Regions from separate parts of the Mus musculus genome. Here regions 1, 2, 3, 4 and 5 are each linked to region 6. Evidence: chromatin contacts called from public HiCAR-type and HiChIP or PLAC-seq data. All regions are on one chromosome and are shown on one strand. Each heading gives the region's core, a stretch centred on a gene start, on an enhancer-like site or on the middle of the called end of the contact. The rest is flanking DNA. Distances are from core to core; before and after follow the strand shown.

Region 1 (2,700 bases), core at 124-2,623, 1.9 Mb after region 6:
GGAGAGGCACTGAAAACGCACTTCTGGGATACAGTGATCTAGTGTCTAATTCACTAGTAGCTCTTGTAACATAAAGAAGGAGGGAGGGAGGGAGGGAGGGAGGGAGGGAGGGAGGGAGGGAGGGAGGGAGGGAGGGAGGGAGGGAGGGAGGGAGGGCAGGCTGGGGACTATAAGGTCAGAGCTTAGTGTAAGCTTAAGACTTAGTGTGTGAGAAGTAAAGGCTAAGGAAGGTTCATTGTCTGAAATTCCTCTCTAATTGGCTTCATTCACCAGAGCCCCCCACAAGCATCTGTAGAACCCTAGATCAAGATTACACAGCAGTTACAAGAAGAGGTCTTTAGGCTTGGGGAAATTGCTCATTCTAAAAAGTGTTTGTGCAGATTGGAGGACCCAGGCTCCATCCCCAGACCTGCATAGAAAGCCCACTCAGAAGCCTTCTCCACTCTAGTCCTCGTGCCCTGATGGAAAGATGGGACTCCCACAAGACTTGCAGTCAGCCCCAGCCTGCTTTACTCAATAGAGACCCTGTCTCAAGCCAGGGCTGATCCCGGGGCTTCCGTGAACACACTGTGTCACACGCGTACCCATACTCATACACACGCAAGCTTTAAGTAGAGGGTTAGAGACAGAACAGGATGTGTTTCCAAGTCCTATCACCAGCTTGCGTTCAGTACAACTCAGGGTCTTCTGACTTCCTTGAGACAATGGTTTGTAGACTAGGCCTGCCATAGGGGCATGGTTAAGTAGGGGCTGTTGCTAAGGTGCCTGGGCTCCTCATGCAGACTGGGCTGGCTGTCAATTACCCCTCTCTGTCTAAATCCTTGCGGTTGTGTGTAGCTGCCCACCCCCTTCACCAGCCCCTCCGGCCTTGCTCTCCCACTCTCTCTCTCCTGCACTTTCCCATCCCCTGCTCAAGTCATCTTTTCTTTGGCTCCTCTCAGCTCTGCCCTGTGCATTGAGGCTTTGCTGTAATGAATTAGCACTGGTCTGGTACTGCAGTTGTGAAATATTATACCCAGGGCCTTTCAGAATTGCATATATCTGTTCTGAATATTCTGTTATCTTTTCGGGACTTGTTCTTACTCCCTCTCTAGAATCAAGTAGTCCCTTCCAGTTTGAGTCTTTCAAGAATAAAATAAGAGAGAGTATTGCTGTGGCTGTGACCCAAAAGATGGATGAATCACGGCTTAGCCACATACCCAGAGCTGGCAGTGTAAGTTCCTAGTCCTGGTGAGGAGACATCTGTAACTTTTCTAGAACTTCCCATCGCCAGCTGGATCAGGGATGCAAAGACTGTTTCCTGTATACACACACACACACTGAGGAGGTGGGGGCAGTGAGACGATGAGTCAGAGAGGCAGGGACAGCCTGCCAGCCTCACTATAAGGAAGTGGTGCCCATCCTAATGGAGTCAGGACTCCTGCCCTGAGGCCACATGGACTGGGCTGTGGACTTTTTGAAAACAAGGCTCTAATTGGTCAACCCCCCCCATCACCATCCCCAGTACCCAGCCAAACCCAGGCCAGGGGAAATACACGGTGAGTATCTCCAGAGAATAAAATTTGAATATTCAAATAGAACTGGGCCGAGGGGTGGGCGGAGCATGAGAGGCATGCCAGCCCTTTCTGTAAACACTCAAGGCTTTTTCACCCAAAGGTTCAGAAAGAGCAGGCAGCTTACATACTAGAGTTGTGCTCTTATGGAGAAGAGACAAAGGCTTTGACTGTCTTCTTGCCCTGTGTCTGAGGGGAAGGCATTTTCAAGGCAGTTTTGTCATGTATGAAAAAAAAAAAAGACATTTATGGTATGTAAGTCATAGGACTATAAGAATAATAAAGTCAAGAAGTGTTTGCTGTAGTATATAGTGTTTCTACTCAGGTTCTCAGGAATATTTTCTGTAAGCTTTTTTTCCCCTCAGGCAAGAACAGTGTCTATATAGTTTCTGCTCTGTTACTATCACAGAAACCCAGTCCTGGCCTGGGTAATCTGGAAAGGAAGAAGGTTTATTTTACTCACAGTTCTGGAGAGTCCAGAGTTTTTGCTCAGCTCAGGTGAGATGGCAGGTGACCTCCTAAGAGCAACAGAACAGTCGAGGTAGTGAGACAACTCATGATGAGACAGGAAGCTAGGAAGACCCCGTCAGTCATTCCCCCCTCTCCCCCCTCCCCCCCTTGCTTGCTCTCGTGAGACCCACAGAAACCTCTCTCTAAGCTACCCTCCCTGGAGTCATAGCTACCTACCATGCTCTGTCCCTGGACATGGCTGCCTCCCTTGCTCTACCTCTGGAAGCTTCCACACCTCTCAGAGGCTAAGATTCTGTGTTAACCTTCCAAACCACAGCAGCCTCCAGACTAGAGATGTTTGTCATTAGAGAAGGGATTGCAAGATCATTTCCTGACCAGTACATCCCACGTCTGCCCCTAACCCACGAACTTCTTTGAATTTCACCTGCTGAACAGATACAAGGAGACCTCACAAGTCTGAATACTGTAAACTAGAAGCATGCACACTGCATTTTCTTGCTGCAGATAGTCTTCAGTAGCTGGTAACTATGACTATTGCTATTGTTTATATCTGAAATAGCCACAGGGGCCCCTGTATGAAAGACTAAGTTGCCAACCTGTGGTGCTATGTGTGATGATGCCTTTGAAGGTACTATTGAGGATTCTGAGCTGGAAGGTTGCAGATAACTGAAGAATC
Region 2 (2,700 bases), core at 179-2,678, 1.6 Mb after region 6:
CCTGGAAGCTCTTCTGATCCAGAAGTAGCCCAGCCTCTTCCTCCAGGTGGATGTTAAAGAAGGGCTGATTTCATTTGTGTACATTCCCAGGGTGCTCCAAGCAGGAGACAACACCACAGGTGTGTTCTATGAAGGACCTGGGTGTCAAGAGCTCTTACTCACTGGCTGTGTAGCCGAGAGGGCTACTTCACAAAACGCAGAAGAGGAACTAAATTGTTTCTAGTGTTAAAAAAAAAAATCCAAAATTCTATAATCCCCAGGTTTAAAATAATTCTGCCGGGGATGTGGAGGGGGGCAAGTTAGGGTGAAATTAGCCTAAGAACGGAGCTGTGAAACAAGGTTGAAGAAATTCTGCAGGATAAACCCTTCTACTGTAACTGGATATAGCGATGGCTCACAGGAGCAGAACTTCCTGTCATTTACACCCCGGGTAATCCATCAGTCCACCCTCCTTCCATTCCAGACAACACTTAACCAGGATCTATAATGCTCCGTGATGTAAATGCACGGCCAGCTCCCTGGAGGGTGGCCGATTGAATATTGCTTGCTAGTCAGTGTTTCATTGTGGTGCCCTCAGGGCAGGAGATGTGTTTTATTTCTGTTTGAATTTACAAGAGTACGGTGTTAAGCTGTCCAGGCTGCTCATAAAACGCAGACTGAGCAGAGAAAAAGAAGCACATTAGAAAAATTGTGTGCCTACTGTGTACCAGTCACTGCCAAACCCTTTACAAATATTTCATTACATTTTCACAATAATGTCATGGAGCAGCCGTTATTGCCCTCATTAATAGAGCCGCTAAGAGGATCCGGATAAATGACTTGCTCAGGGTCACCAAAGCCAAGGGTGTGATGCTTGTAATTCCTGTACTCAGGAGATGGAGGCAAGAAGATCCAGAGTTCGAGGGTATGCTCTGTTAAAAGCAAGTTCATCGAGGCCAGTCTGGGTTAGGTAAGACTGCACCACCCCCCCCCCCCCCCATCACAAAATAAACAAATACAAATCTGTTCAGTTAAAAAAAAAAAGACACGGGACAGAAATTCCTACTGTTTTTGCCAATCTACTCTATAAAGTATAAAAATGGAGCTCAGGGCGTTTGTTAAAAGTTGGCAAGACCCCCTAAACAGTTGAGCCCGCCATCTCCTCCCCACTGGTTTCACTCCTGAAAGGTCCCTGTCCTGAGGAGGCCCAGAGACCATCACTCTGGAGAATGCACTGTATGTAACAGTAATTGTACCCTGCCCCTGACCTTGCTAGAGTATTATTTACTCAGCTCCCTCGGTCTAGCTCTCTGCCTGTTTCTCCTTGGGCTGCGGAATGGAGCGGCTTCAAGTCCTCCTGTACAGGGTCTAGAGTTTGCAGACGATCCCCGAGAAGCCGAGGCGTTCCGAATTGGCTGAGCGCTCTGCCGGGGTGGGCGGGGAATTTGCGGAACGTCCGTGGCCCGGAATCCCTTTGCCTTGGAGAGCGGCGCGAGCCTAGAAGCTGAGAGAAGTTGGGTAGGTCGATCCGGGAAGGGTAGCAGAAACCTCGAAAAGATCTCCTAACCATTCTGTCCTGATCGTTTGGACTCAGGAGGAACGTCCCTGCTTGCGTCTAGGGGCGGAAGGTGGACGCGCTGCGCACGGCCCCGACAGGGCTGGTAGTTTTCAGACCGTCCCTGCCGAGGCCCGCTCGCCCGGCAGCCCTGCGGCTCCCGCGGTGGCGGCGGCGGCCCCAGGCTCGATCTAGCCCAGGTAGCCGCATCTCAGTCTCAGGGGGCGCTCTGACCCCGCTCCTGGCTGTGCCTGGGACCTCTGTTCCTGGAGCAAGGCTGCTGGAGAGTGAACCCGACTGCTACTGATGGTGCTTCTGCTGCTCCCCTACTAGCAGGTAAGAGCTGCTGCAGGGTCGAGCGATCGATTCAGAAGCTCGCCATCCCCCTTCGGGGAGATGCACGGACTGTGGATCGCGGGGGGACGCGTGGGGGATGTTAGGGGAGATGAGGCAGCCCTTATCCGGCCCAACGCTGACACCGGGGGCTGCGTGGGTGGATGTTCTGGCCGTGTTTGATTTGGGACGGGGGTGGGAACCCCAGAGTACAACCGAGGGACCCGCTTGGAGGGTCCACCACCTGCTCAGAGGCATCCCCTCTCATGGGACCCCGAAGATCTTCTCTAGCCTCTGAGGCTTTTAGGCTTCCAAGGAACTGTCCAGAAGGGGCTCGGGTGGCGTGGGCTGGAGGCGAGAAGCTGAGATTGGCATTTTGGACGCTGGGACCGCGATGAAACCAGAAACCAGGATGCCAGCGTGGGCCGGGCTAGGGTCCTGGGGATCCGAGAGCTCAGCGTGAGATGTGCCTTGAGCCAGTTGGAAGGAAGAATGAAGAGTGGGACCCCAGGTCCCTGGGGAGAAGGGATATAAAGATCCAAAGCTCCAGGCTGAAAGGTCAAGAAGACCCTTCGTAACCTAGAGAGCCTTAGGGACAGCCCGCCCCGGCCGCGATCCTGCCGGCGTGCACCCACGACTGGGAGATGGCAGAGGCTGCGGGATGTAAGGGCGACACCCGCGTACACACTCCCCCAGAGCATGCTCAGTGCGGTCCTGGGAACTTCCTGCCGAGTCGCCAGGCCAGCCTCTTTGGTCCCCTTTGGGGCCGCAGCTCGCTAAATTGGGGGTAGGGGGTGTGCGAGTGGGGAATCTCTGTACCCTCTTGTTCACCC
Region 3 (2,700 bases), core at 192-2,691, 1.3 Mb after region 6:
CCTGGGGCCAACCGCTGTTTATCTTGGCAGCAGGTAGCTCCAAAAAATTTGGAAAGTCTCTACTTGGCATGGGCTCTGAGCTACTGGCACGTTAGAGATTAATAAAGCACATTTAGCAGCGCTCAGGTCTCTGCAACACAATCCCTCACCGTGAAACGTGCGAGATTCTTTGTTCACGGCGAACAAAGTCAAAGCCAGAATGAGCCAACCATGACAACCAGAGATAGGAAACAGTCAAGATCCTTGAACATCTTTCATCTGGCAACTGGTGGGTAGGAATTGATGCCCAGTGCTCAATTATACATCTGCTTGGTGTTCTCAGCTGTATGAACTGGGCAGGAGCTTGGGACCCCTGAGCTGGGAGCTGACTGAACAGCAGCGCCAAGATATCAGGGCTGTACCTGTTTCCTTGAAGCCCAAGAAAAGCTTGAACTGAAAGCCCGTGAAGGAACAACTCCAGAAGCAGAAAAAAGAATCAAGATTTACCAAGACATTTCCAAACATTTTGGCTTTTCTTTAGGAAAGCAAAATGCTTAGGTTTGTTTGGATATTAGCGAGGGAGGGAGGGAGGGAGGGAGGGAGGGAGGGAGGGAGGGAGGGAGGGAGGGAGGGAGGGGGAGAGAGAGAGAGAGAGAGAGAGAGAGAGAGAGAGAGAGAGAGAGAGAGAGAGAGAGAGAGAGAGAGAGAGAGAACCAAGTAAACTTTGCTCGATTGTACAGGTGTGGCGCTGGTACCACAGGAAGGAGACAACAGCGACAAGAAATGGGAACTAAAACTCAAACAGGCATTAGACAGCAATTACAGGTTCCGAGGAGGAAGCAATTCACTGTGAAACCCCACACACCTGGATTCTCGCAAAGCAAGCACCGGAAGAAAATAGCAGGGAGCCACACGCGCAAAGGCACCATGGTGAGTGCCAACGCAGCCTGCACGTGCTGAGCGATGCCTGGATGTATTTACACTGAGTGGCTCCTCCTCGGAGTCCTCCAGAAAAATCACGCAGACCTGCAAATCAGAAGTCCAGACCACTGCACTGCTCCTGCTGAGCACAGTAACCTTAATTCTCCACATCAAAGTCCACACGCAGTGGGACAAAAAGCGAAGCAAAGAAAAGTTCTATCCTTACCTAAAAGGCATAGCAGACAGGCCAGCTGGTTGCTCCGCCACCGTTAGCCTGCTCCGGGGTTCTGTCTCATTCCATCCAAAGTCCTAGTGCTACCCAGGAGGGCTCCTGGGGGGTTCTCGGATCTTCCTGTAGGAGTTTTTGATCACTGGCTTGCTTAACAAACACGCCTGTGTTCTGCGGGCGTTTGAATGCAGTACCACACCGGGCACCGAGCCAACACTCAGCTTCCACAGGCAACAAGAGAGAGGAAAAACTCACACCCTCCCAAGCAGGCTTCCCTCCTTGGTGTCTTTTAAGGTGGGGATCCAGGTGTCATCTCTGGTTGGAGGGTAGCGTGAGAGGTAGCTAGCTCCCTTTTCTGACTTCTCCGCTGCCTCGTGGGAGCCCCAAAGTTTGTTTTTCTATCTCACTGCCCCGAAGTTCTCCTCGTGATCGGGATCGCCCGGCTTGCCTTTCCACCAGCTGCACTTTAAATGTATTTTAATTGGCTGGAATGTCGAAAGAATCTATTTGGCAGTCGTTTACATGGGACGCACGCCCAGGGCAGCTGAAAAGAGGCCCCAGAAGCGGACGATTACTTCATCAAAAGCGGCAGTTTGAATAGCACTGACTCCTACTGAACTACAAGGAACGGAGTTCTATAGCCAAGATGGAATAATTAATAATTTGTGGAGAAAATTCTTCATTCATCTAAAAAAAGCCAAAACGAAGGGGGCGGGAATCCCTGCAGGTAGGGGAGTACTTTCTGAAAGGGGTGACTTATTACGGCCCCTGTTCTGCTCTCTACAAACATTGATTTTGTACAGCCTTACAGGAGGGACATATGCATAATTTGGTTTTCCTGAAAAGCTAAATCAAGTAATTTTCACTTTCAAAGAGCCCCTGAGATGCATAGCACTTTTCCACCCTCATTCATTAGCCAGAACCCACACTAGATATTTTCCCGAGTGAAAGACAGTTATTCAAGTTCTTTCTTTCTTGGTGACCTCTCAGCTAGATCCAGCTTCAAATAAATTCTCCGTGAATCCAAATAGATAATCATCAGCGCACAGTGTTTATAAGCCTGATTAGAATTTAAAATATTACAAGTGAAGAAGAGTCTAGGAGATCGCTTGGATGGGTCAGACCATTTGCTAGGCAAGCAATAGGACCTGGGTTCAAATCCTTAGAAGACACATAAAAAGCCGTGTGTGGTTCTGTACACCTCTAATCTCAGTAGGAGGGTAGCTGGGGCTTGCTGGCTGCCCCATGTCACGAGATGAAAGCAGAAAGAGGTACAGGAGAGCTCCCAGCTTCCTTCTCTGGCCTCTGCATATATATATGCATATATATATGGGCATGCATATACTCACACAAGTGCGAGTGTGAACTCTCTCTCACATATACATACAAAAAATGTTACTCAAAAAAATGATAGCTTAGGCAGATTATGACATTAAACAGTAGATAACAAACACTTATGCATAAATGTCTCAAAAAATAGAATAACAAAGCAAACCATAAGTCAGATAAAACAAGAGATAAATGGAAGAGCCTTCACATTTTTTCTAGACTGCTGATTTTCCAGGAGGCTG
Region 4 (2,700 bases), core at 98-2,597, 1.8 Mb after region 6:
ATCCTGGCTCTGCCTCCCCAGAACTAGGATTGTAAGCACATGATGTCACACCCGGGATGTTCATGTGGTTTCTAGGGATCAAACTCAGGTGCCACATGCTTTCGTGACAGGCACTTTACCAGCTAAACTATCTCCTCAGTCCCGGAATTTTCATTTAACATTTTTTATCTCATTTTCTAAATTTTGGTATAAAAACATCAACTTTGGAATTTTGTTTGCCTCAGAAACTGCTAAGTGGAAGTACTCAGCATATGATGTGCCTGTTTCTGGGGACAGAATTACGTGTACACACACACACACACACACACACACATACACACACACACGAATTAGTTACTTTTCTCCTTCCTGTGACCAAGATACTTGACAAGCAGCAACATAAGGATGGAAGAACTTATTTTGTTTACAGTTTGAGGATGCTGCTTATCATGGCAGGAGAGACATGATATCAGGAGACAACCGTTCACAGTGCATCTGCGGTCAGGAAGCAGAGAAATGGATGCTGGTACTCAACTCACTGTCTCCTTTTTATTTAGTCGAGAAGCCCAGACCATAGGATTGTTCTGCCCACATTCAGGGTGGGACTTCCTTCCTCAGTTAAACCTCTGTGGAAACACCCACATAGATACAACCAGAGGCATGTCTCCATGCTGATTCTAAATCCAGCCAGGCTAACCAGTAAGGACTAACCACCATAGTGACCTACAGTAACCTTTATCTGCACTGTGTGCCACTGCTGGTCAAGGACTCTTGTGGGGATTTAGGCTGCAGGCTGTGGTTTTATAAGAGGCAGATCCAAGAAATATACTTCTGGATGCCCCAGATGTTCACTGACATTTTGAGGCTGTTTATTAGTTCACAGATCCTGGAAATGAACAGGGAAAGAGCCAAAAATATCTAGCATCTGTGGTTAAAGTTCCCATGAGTTGGCTATTGCTGGATTATGTTAGAAGTGTCTGCTATAGTTGGCAGTGGAGTTGGGAGTGTGGTAGCCCAACCAGCTACATGGCTCTCTCAACTCAGGCAGAGGAAATGTGATATTTTGGAATCCTGATATAGGCCACAGCTAAGAAGTAGAGATAGGAAATAAGTTATAATTGGAAAAGTCTTGATGGTGTTGACAGTGTATCCCTGTCATCAGCTCTCCTCTTTAGTCCTGCTTGTCTCTGTTGTAATGTTAATAGGTACTTTTATTACCACTCTACTAAAGATTCATTCCATCTTGATTTATTATCTAGACTTTCCCAGGGGATTGCAAAGAACAACGGCACAGGCTGCCTCCTGGCTTGTTGCCTCTTGGCGTGAGCCAACCAGAAAGAGAACTGTTCAGGGTTTCACTTGAAGCCATCAACGGTTCTGTTTGGGCAGCCCCAGATACCCAACAACAGTTGTTTCAGGAAGCTCAGACAGTGCCAAGTTTAAGACTCTGTTTTGGTTCAGCTGCTTAATCTTAGCCCAACAAGTACTCCCCTGTCTTGATGTTAATTTCGCTTCAGGGTGGGATGGATGGCTTGCATAGTTTCACAGCATAGTTTCCAAGCTCGAAAGTCTTTGATGAGTTGAACTGGGAACCAAAACCAGCTACGGCTTTTATGTGGGAGGTGGAACCAGAGAGGTGAGAGTCTTCAGAGAGCAGAGTTTTATCTCCTAACATTGACTGCCCCCACACAGACAGAGCATGTTGGTTCTGACCAGAATTTTATCTCTTGTGAGAGGTACATTGCCCGGTTGGCCACTGAGGCCAAGAGGTAGGGTGGAGAGGGGAGGGTGGGACCAGAAAAAAATCATTACATTGCACCACGCTGGGGAGCCATTTCGGTTGCTGTTTCTAGGTGGCTATATTTCAGAGACCTGAGGATGGCCTCCTGATAAAAGGGCACAGAATTTAGAAAGGTACTATGAATAAAATATATTTCGGAATTAGGAGACAAATCCTGGAATCGTGGACACCAAATAAGCACTAAGTATCAATGACTTGGTTTGGTGTTGAGGGAGTGGCTGCCTGGCTCACTTGGTTAGTCCTTGTGTGTTTCCTGTTCTTAATGTCTTAGGCTCCCATTTTTATTGGTAGAAGGTTAAGTACTGGTCTTTTTCCCCCCTCCTAGTAGTTTATGACTAAAGCTTAAGGTTTCATTTCTCCCCCTTCTCTTTGTCTCTGCTGTGCTCTTCCGTTACACTCTAGGAAGTTCCTTCTTTTTGTCACCTGGAAGAAAAATCGCTTTCTTTATTCATCCAGAGTACAGGAGAGTGGAAATTGAGTTCTATGACAGATCTTAGTCTGCAGATGCTAATCTGTTCTATTTAACTTTACCTTCTCTGTCGTCTGTTTGTTATTTTTCTTCACTTTCTTTTTCTATCTATTTTAGATTTCATATTTGATTAGAATGAGGAAAAAAATATTCCCACAGTAATAGAAGCCAGTCAAGGCAAGTTAGATAATAATTATGATTGTAGGCTTTATAATCAGTATTGTTCCTTCTGTAGTCTTAGTGTTTGGAGGCAGGACTTTAAAATATCGTGGAAGGAAAAGCTTGGAAAATCCTCAGGAAAAAATAAAAACTAACGACTGGCAAGATGACTCAGCAGGCAAAGGTATTGGCTGTCAAGCCTAATGACCTGAATTCGATCCCTGGGATCTACATGATGGAAGGAGAGAACCAACTCTCACAACTTGTCCCCTGACCTCTCTACACACTCCCT
Region 5 (2,700 bases), core at 76-2,575, 1.4 Mb after region 6:
CACAGGGCCAAGGAGAGGCTCGGCCACCAAGCCTGATGCCCCTAGTTCAATCCCAGAGATCCGGTAGCGGAAGGAGAAACCTGATTCCTGCAAGTTGTCCTCTGATCCCATCCCCTGCAGCCACCACAAGCATAAATAAACATATACATGTAGATTGGACACAATTTCAACACATAGGCTATCACCAACAAGCAAGCGAAAACAGAAAAAGAAGAATGATTAAGACATATCTATTGAGGGCTCAGTCATGAGCTCGCTGTAGCTGTGCTGACCTCTGAAGGACTAGGCTGATGAACACTCCATCAGGCACAGTGGGGAGCGCGGGCTCTGTAATAGGCATCCCAACTCCTATTGGCTTCGTCCCCTCCCTGGAAGACTGTGGACAGTGAATGGTCGCTGGGAAGAGTCATTCTCTGCCAGGGTGCTATTGCCTGTGCTCCAGTAAATAACCCTCATCCATGCTATGCACACAGCCCTAACTAAACTTGGTGAGTCCCAAAAATAAATCATTAAAAAGACATCAAATTGGGTTATTGGGAAGGGAAGTTTCAGTGGGGGAGAAAGATGACGGGGTGTCTGGAAGGGGAAGGAAATGACCAAAACCCTTTATATACATACATGAAATTGTCAAAGGATAAAAAGAGACCGAGATTCATTATATTCACGTGTCAAGTGTCCAAATAAAAATTGGAAAATTATTTTTAAAAGAAAAAAAAAGTTCCAAGGTAAAACTAAAGAACTGAGTTCCAGCGTGAAGGAGATGTTACAGTGTGTGCTGATAGGATTCCAGACCAAATACAAGGAAAGACTCATGCAGGTAAGGGTGTGTGCTGCGGTTGTCACAATGATACCGTTTTTCTTTGAGGCAGGGAAAGGGGAATAAGGAGTTTGTAATACGAGCCTTGGAGCCTTGGGACCTAGCAGATTGGTTCCAACTATGACAGAGGAAGGCTCTGTTTGAATGGCTCCCCCCTGCTCTTGTGTAGGCTCTCTTGACATCACTACATCATGCTGGCTGGTCCTGTCAGACATCTGTCTGTAAACAGAGGCTGCCTTTCAGACCTGGTCAGATGAGAATGCTGTGATTCCTATCCATGTCTCTACAGAGCAAAATGAGATCATTGCGTCTGTCCCTGGGAGTGTCACCTCTGTGCTCTGAGGCAGCAATCTGACCTAAGATTCCAGAACCCAAGCCTTTATCTGCCAGTCTTCGCTGGAACTCCCCGGGAATTATGCTGACTTCAGTGTCTATTTTCCTTCTTCTCTATGAGACACTATGGGCGGTGATTCCCCTCCCTACTGGTTAGGAGGCCCTGTGGTCTCTCTGGGCCAACAACCATTCTTGGCTCAGAGACTCCTATTGGCTTTCAGACAATCCTGGCAGACACTGCCCAAGACTTGGCTCAGAGCCTGCCCTACTGTGTTTTGAGAGCAGTACCGGCAACAGGAGGATTCTGAGTGCAGTAGCTAAATGCCGCGGGTTAAGTCACCCGATTTAAGGGGTGAGAGAAACAGTAGAGCTGTTAACTGTACACATCTGTGCCCCACATATGGCTACTCTAAGATCTGGGGCATTCTGGAGTCCTGATGCCTTTCCCTGGGCTCCACGGGGTATTTGAAGCATCCTCAGAAAAGGCTGCCATGGCACAATGGTCCTGAAAGTAAGATGATTGGCTGCTGGCAGAGTTGTCACCATCTTCACCAGACACGGGCTCTGTAATAGGCACCCTGACATGGTGCTGACTTGAGCCTGACCCCTCCTGATAATCTTTCATGAACAGAGTATGAAAAATGTCATCATCCCTCTTTCGTGTGGCTGAGGTTGTACCTACAAATAAGGAATCCAGAAGGCAACTGTGGGCGCTGTTCCTTCCGCATCTTCCATTTAAACAATTAATGAGAGTTTCTCATTGACCTAAAACATGCTAATAGTCTCGCCTGGCTGACCAGTGAGCCCTGAGGATCCACCTGTCTCTCAGCCTTCCAGCAGAGGGACTATGAGAGCTCACTACCATGCCCAGTATTCTAAACATGGCTTCTGGGTGATTGATCTATATTTGCAAGGCAAGCACTTTAATGACTGAGCTTTCCCCCACCCCCATACAACCTTTCTAATACATGAAAGCGTAAGTAGGAGACGAGCCAGGGCTTACTCAAAGTCAACATGAGCACCTCTGAGCTGGGAGCTCACAGGAGCAGGGTTGGAACTCAGAGGGGATACTGGTTCCTTCACTCTCCTACTCTTCAGAGTAAAGGGTTGTTTCTAGAATGCAGGTAAGGATTCCTGAATAAGAAATTAACACACTTGTACCCCACCCCAGGACTGTCCACTCAGCTCTTAATTTTCTCAGAAGGCACTGACCTAAGTGCACCCTCTGACCTACCAACAAAATCCCAGGGAGGTACATAAAGATGAGTGCCGAAAACTGGGATTCAACGTAACTAACGGACCGAAAAATTAGGAAGTCTGATGGTTTAATTTGAAACGGAAGTTACAGTCACAACAAATAATTTTTAATTAAGTAAAATGTCAAGACCCAGTCATCCAAAGAAGATACCAAAAGTATCCTCCATCACAGATTTATTCTTTGGAGAAATCTGCCACTCGCACCTCAAAATTTAATTTCCTGGAGCCCGCGGTTGGCATTCATTTTATCATTTTAATAATCTTTAATATTGTGTCAAAGATTAAAATCTGCC
Region 6 (2,700 bases), core at 70-2,569:
TGTTTGATGCCAGGAGTTTTTTAGAATCCGACCAGATCACAAAATGTCCATCTTAATTTTAGTCATAAGACTTTGTAGACAAAGTTAAAAGAGAAGGATGAAACACAGTGACTACATGAGAAAAAAATATTTCCTTGCCTCATTTGATAAAAATGCTAACAATGCAATTGTGGCTACAGAAGCCTTAAGTCTCGTGTTAATCTAAATATAAATCAGGATCCTGGCCAATTTTTCAATTTTATGGGAGCTTCAATACCCATAAAACAAAAACCCATGGTTAGCATCTGTGGAGGTCTTATGTGTCACAGGCTGAACTGATTTGTTTGAGAATGTATGTATACTGGGTGTAAACATACAGCCGAGGCACTCACATGGTTTTATGGCTTTGTTTTTGTTTTTTTCTTCCCATAAAAAAAGTGAGGGCCAGGGAGATGAATAACCTGGTCTACAACTTCTAACTGCAAGAATGAAGCTCTAGTTTACGGACAAAAACGATCTAGGAATCCAACGGGGCGCCAAGCTACACTGCCTGATTTTAGAAAGGGCTACTGGAAAATGCTTGCTTAAACACTGGAAGAAATGGTGCAGTCAGCTTTCGCTTCAGGGCGGGGCAGTGGGGAAGTCTGGCAGCCTTGCCAGGGCTGGGTTCTCCCTCTTCTAGACATCCCCGCCCTCTCCGCTCTGTTCTCTTCCCTTCTCTGTTCCTTCGCGCCACTGTCACGACTCCAAGCCACAAGCCTGTTCAAGGCTGGCGTCCACACTACGGCAACAAGAACCAGGAAACGTGCCCTCCCCCGGTCCGAAGTCGCGTCCGGCGTGACGTAACCTGCGCGCCCGCAGTCTTTGGGCTAGGGGGCGGGGCCGCTGAAGCTGACTGGACAGGGGCGGGGACTGCCGGGCTGTCTGGGGGGCGGGGCTCTGGGCAGACCACCCAGGCCTAGGGTATGGATTGTCAACTGGGGGAGGAGGCAGAATGGACGCCGGGTGGACGAACTGAGAGCTGAGCTTGACCGGTTGACTCACTGAGTGATGGGGAGGATGTCACCTAGTTGGTGGACAAGCTGGGGGCCTAGAGTCTCCAGGATGGGGTCCAGGGTACCCGGAGCGGTTCCTGTCTACCGGGATGCGCTGCCAGGTTCGCTACCCAGGGGCGGAGCTTGACTGGGATCTCGCCTAGCTAATTGCTCAAAGGGCAGCTCTAGGTGGTCAATAGGTCGGGGGTGGAGTCTGACTGGCTGACGGGCAGGAGGCGGGGCCTGCCGGTTGGCCAGCCGTGGGATGGGCTTGTTTGGCCAGCAGTGGGCGTGGCCTGGCTGGCTGACCGGCCGGGGGCGGGGCCTGGGCCGCGGCCGCAATCCGGGCCTCCAGGACTCTCGCTGCCAGCGCCGTCCGGTGGCCTGGGTCACTCCCCTCCGTCGGGGCCGAGTGCTGTGACAGCCGCGGCCTTGAGCCGAGGGGCAGCGCAGCTTCTTAAGTTGGGCTTGCTGTGGGGCACGATGCTGGGGTCTGTGCGTGCGGTGTGAGGCGGCGGCTCTGGGCGGCGGGCCGAGCCGGGGCCGCTCATGGTGCCGCCACGACTCCATCGAGGGGCAGGAAGGCCAGGTAGGCGGTGGGCCGGCGTCCGCGGCCAGGGAGGACGGGTCAGAGTTCTCACGCCCCTCACGAGGCAAGAGGCTGGGTTTTCCTCATGTCTTTCCCTCGCCAAGGGGCGGCTTCCCTGTGCCAGCTGTTTTCTGTCGTGACTGGGCGGGTGGGGAGCGAGGATGATCCTGGTTCTCACGTGAGGGGAGTGGACCCTCGCACATCACTTCCTGTCAGCGAGCTGAATCCCCTGGAGATGGGGGGGTAAGGACACGCGTGTCTAGACTGCCAGGGGCGGATGTCCTGAAGGGAGAATCTAGAGAGTTCTGTTTATGAGACTTCGAGGATCCGTTTACAGCACTCTTCAATGTGCCATATGTGGAATCTTCTTCTCTCTCTCTCGTTTTTTTTACCCGCCTGGTACCCAGGACCTCTTTGAGTATAACCTTTTATTTTTGGGGGGCTGGGAGGTGTCAGGTCGGGGACAGGTCTTAGGTATCCGAGACTGGTCTCAAAAATCACTTTGTAGCCAAGGGTAACCTTGAACTTCTGTCTTCTGCCTTACAGGCATGCACCAGCACACCAGGCTTATGGCCTGGTTCCGCACTCTACTAGCTGAGCGACACCGCTAGCATGGGATTTCTTGTTTGTATTTGTTTTGCTGTTGTTATTATTTTGTGACACAGTCTCATATGGCCCATGCTGGCCTTGAACTCAGTATGTATTCTGACTGACTTTGATCTTCTGATTCTCTGGTTTCCCCTCCCCCCACACCCCACACTTTCCAAGTGCTAGGATTATAGACACGTGCCACTGTGCCCAGTTTGGGAAGTGTTTGGGATGCAACCCAAGAACTCATGCATGCTAGGCAAGCATTGCACTACTAAGCTACATGTCCCCAGGGTGGCTTCTGTTGCATACATTTTGATAGTCCTTGAAGGTGAAGAGTGGAAAAGATGTGATTTTACACTTGAACTTTCCCTAAGCGTTATTTCTGTGGTGCTGTTTTAGGTGGGCTGAGTTCTTTACCTCCATTTGGACTGGGCTCTGCCCGCTTTGCAGGCATTGCATTTGAGGATCTCAGAGAAGCCCTTGCAACAAGGTAAATTCTCATGTTAT

What was found. HiCAR-type assays count read pairs that join an accessible place to other places. HiChIP or PLAC-seq counts read pairs in DNA pulled down with a chosen protein or histone mark.
Region 1: a contact with region 6 is called in a HiCAR-type map of astrocytes, with 4 times the contacts expected there. The contact joins the enhancer-like site here to the promoter of Slc35f5 in region 6. A contact is called at or near these places in 5 of 39 promoter capture datasets (the 3T3-L1 cell line, hippocampal neurons, liver and 1 more) and 2 of 115 datasets of contacts at active chromatin or transcription factors (astrocytes and cardiomyocytes).
Region 2: a HiCAR-type map of astrocytes shows a contact between it and region 6, with 5 times the contacts expected there. The contact joins the promoter of Mgat5 here to the promoter of Slc35f5 in region 6. A contact is called at or near these places in 4 of 39 promoter capture datasets (cranial neural crest, liver, maxillary cranial neural crest and 1 more), 1 of 484 Hi-C or Micro-C datasets (nephron progenitors), 3 of 115 datasets of contacts at active chromatin or transcription factors (astrocytes, embryonic forebrain and extraembryonic endoderm stem cells) and 1 of 9 other capture datasets (liver).
Region 3: a contact with region 6 is called in a HiCAR-type map of astrocytes, with 4 times the contacts expected there. The contact joins the promoter of Nckap5 here to the promoter of Slc35f5 in region 6. A contact is called at or near these places in 2 of 39 promoter capture datasets (the 3T3-L1 cell line and hippocampal neurons) and 4 of 115 datasets of contacts at active chromatin or transcription factors (astrocytes, cardiomyocytes, embryonic forebrain and 1 more).
Region 4: a contact with region 6 is called in a HiCAR-type map of astrocytes, with 4 times the contacts expected there. The contact joins the enhancer-like site here to the promoter of Slc35f5 in region 6. A contact is called at or near these places in 2 of 39 promoter capture datasets (hippocampal neurons and pre-B cells) and 3 of 115 datasets of contacts at active chromatin or transcription factors (astrocytes, cardiomyocytes and extraembryonic endoderm stem cells).
Region 5: a contact with region 6 is called in an H3K4me3 HiChIP or PLAC-seq map of stem cell-derived neural progenitor cells, with 5 times the contacts expected there. The contact joins the enhancer-like site here to the promoter of Slc35f5 in region 6. A contact is called at or near these places in 10 of 39 promoter capture datasets (the 3T3-L1 cell line, 3T3-L1-derived adipocytes, cranial neural crest and 5 more), 9 of 115 datasets of contacts at active chromatin or transcription factors (cardiomyocytes, embryonic forebrain, embryonic hindbrain and 5 more) and 1 of 9 other capture datasets (embryonic stem cells).

The regions. Positions count from the first base shown.
Region 1 is chr1:127,423,853-127,426,552 of GRCm38.p6, forward strand. The region is part of intron 12 of Mgat5 (mannoside acetylglucosaminyltransferase 5); the gene reads left to right. Gm51746 (a long non-coding RNA gene) reads right to left here. Exons shown (of 6, transcript XR_003948718.1): 3 at 2,017-2,071. Among named protein-coding and RNA genes, the nearest start is that of Gm51746, 12 kb to the right of the region's middle. Within about 2 kb of position 1,374, at least 137 of the 459 cell types and tissues checked have an H3K27ac peak or open chromatin away from gene starts, as enhancers often do. A contact at or near this core is called in astrocytes, where this site is marked.
Region 2 is chr1:127,203,558-127,206,257 of GRCm38.p6, forward strand. It overlaps Mgat5 (mannoside acetylglucosaminyltransferase 5), which reads left to right and starts at 1,429. Exons shown (of 18, transcript NM_145128.3): 1 at 1,429-1,870.
Region 3 is chr1:126,829,191-126,831,890 of GRCm38.p6, forward strand. It overlaps Nckap5 (NCK-associated protein 5), which reads right to left and starts at 1,442. Exons shown (of 17, transcript NM_001081756.1): 1 at 1,127-1,442.
Region 4 is chr1:127,347,439-127,350,138 of GRCm38.p6, forward strand. All of the region lies in intron 4 of Mgat5 (mannoside acetylglucosaminyltransferase 5), which reads left to right. Among named protein-coding and RNA genes, the nearest start is that of Gm23734, 26 kb to the right of the region's middle. Within about 2 kb of position 1,348, at least 70 of the 459 cell types and tissues checked have an H3K27ac peak or open chromatin away from gene starts, as enhancers often do. A contact at or near this core is called in astrocytes, where this site is marked.
Region 5 is chr1:126,924,331-126,927,030 of GRCm38.p6, forward strand. No RefSeq gene overlaps it. Among named protein-coding and RNA genes, the nearest start is that of Nckap5, 95 kb to the left of the region's middle. Within about 2 kb of position 1,326, at least 61 of the 459 cell types and tissues checked have an H3K27ac peak or open chromatin away from gene starts, as enhancers often do. A contact at or near this core is called in neural progenitor cells and stem cell-derived neural progenitor cells, where this site is marked.
Region 6 is chr1:125,559,683-125,562,382 of GRCm38.p6, forward strand. It overlaps Slc35f5 (solute carrier family 35, member F5), which reads left to right and starts at 1,320. Exons shown (of 16, transcript NM_028787.5): 1 at 1,320-1,602; 2 at 2,593-2,683. The coding sequence starts at 1,563.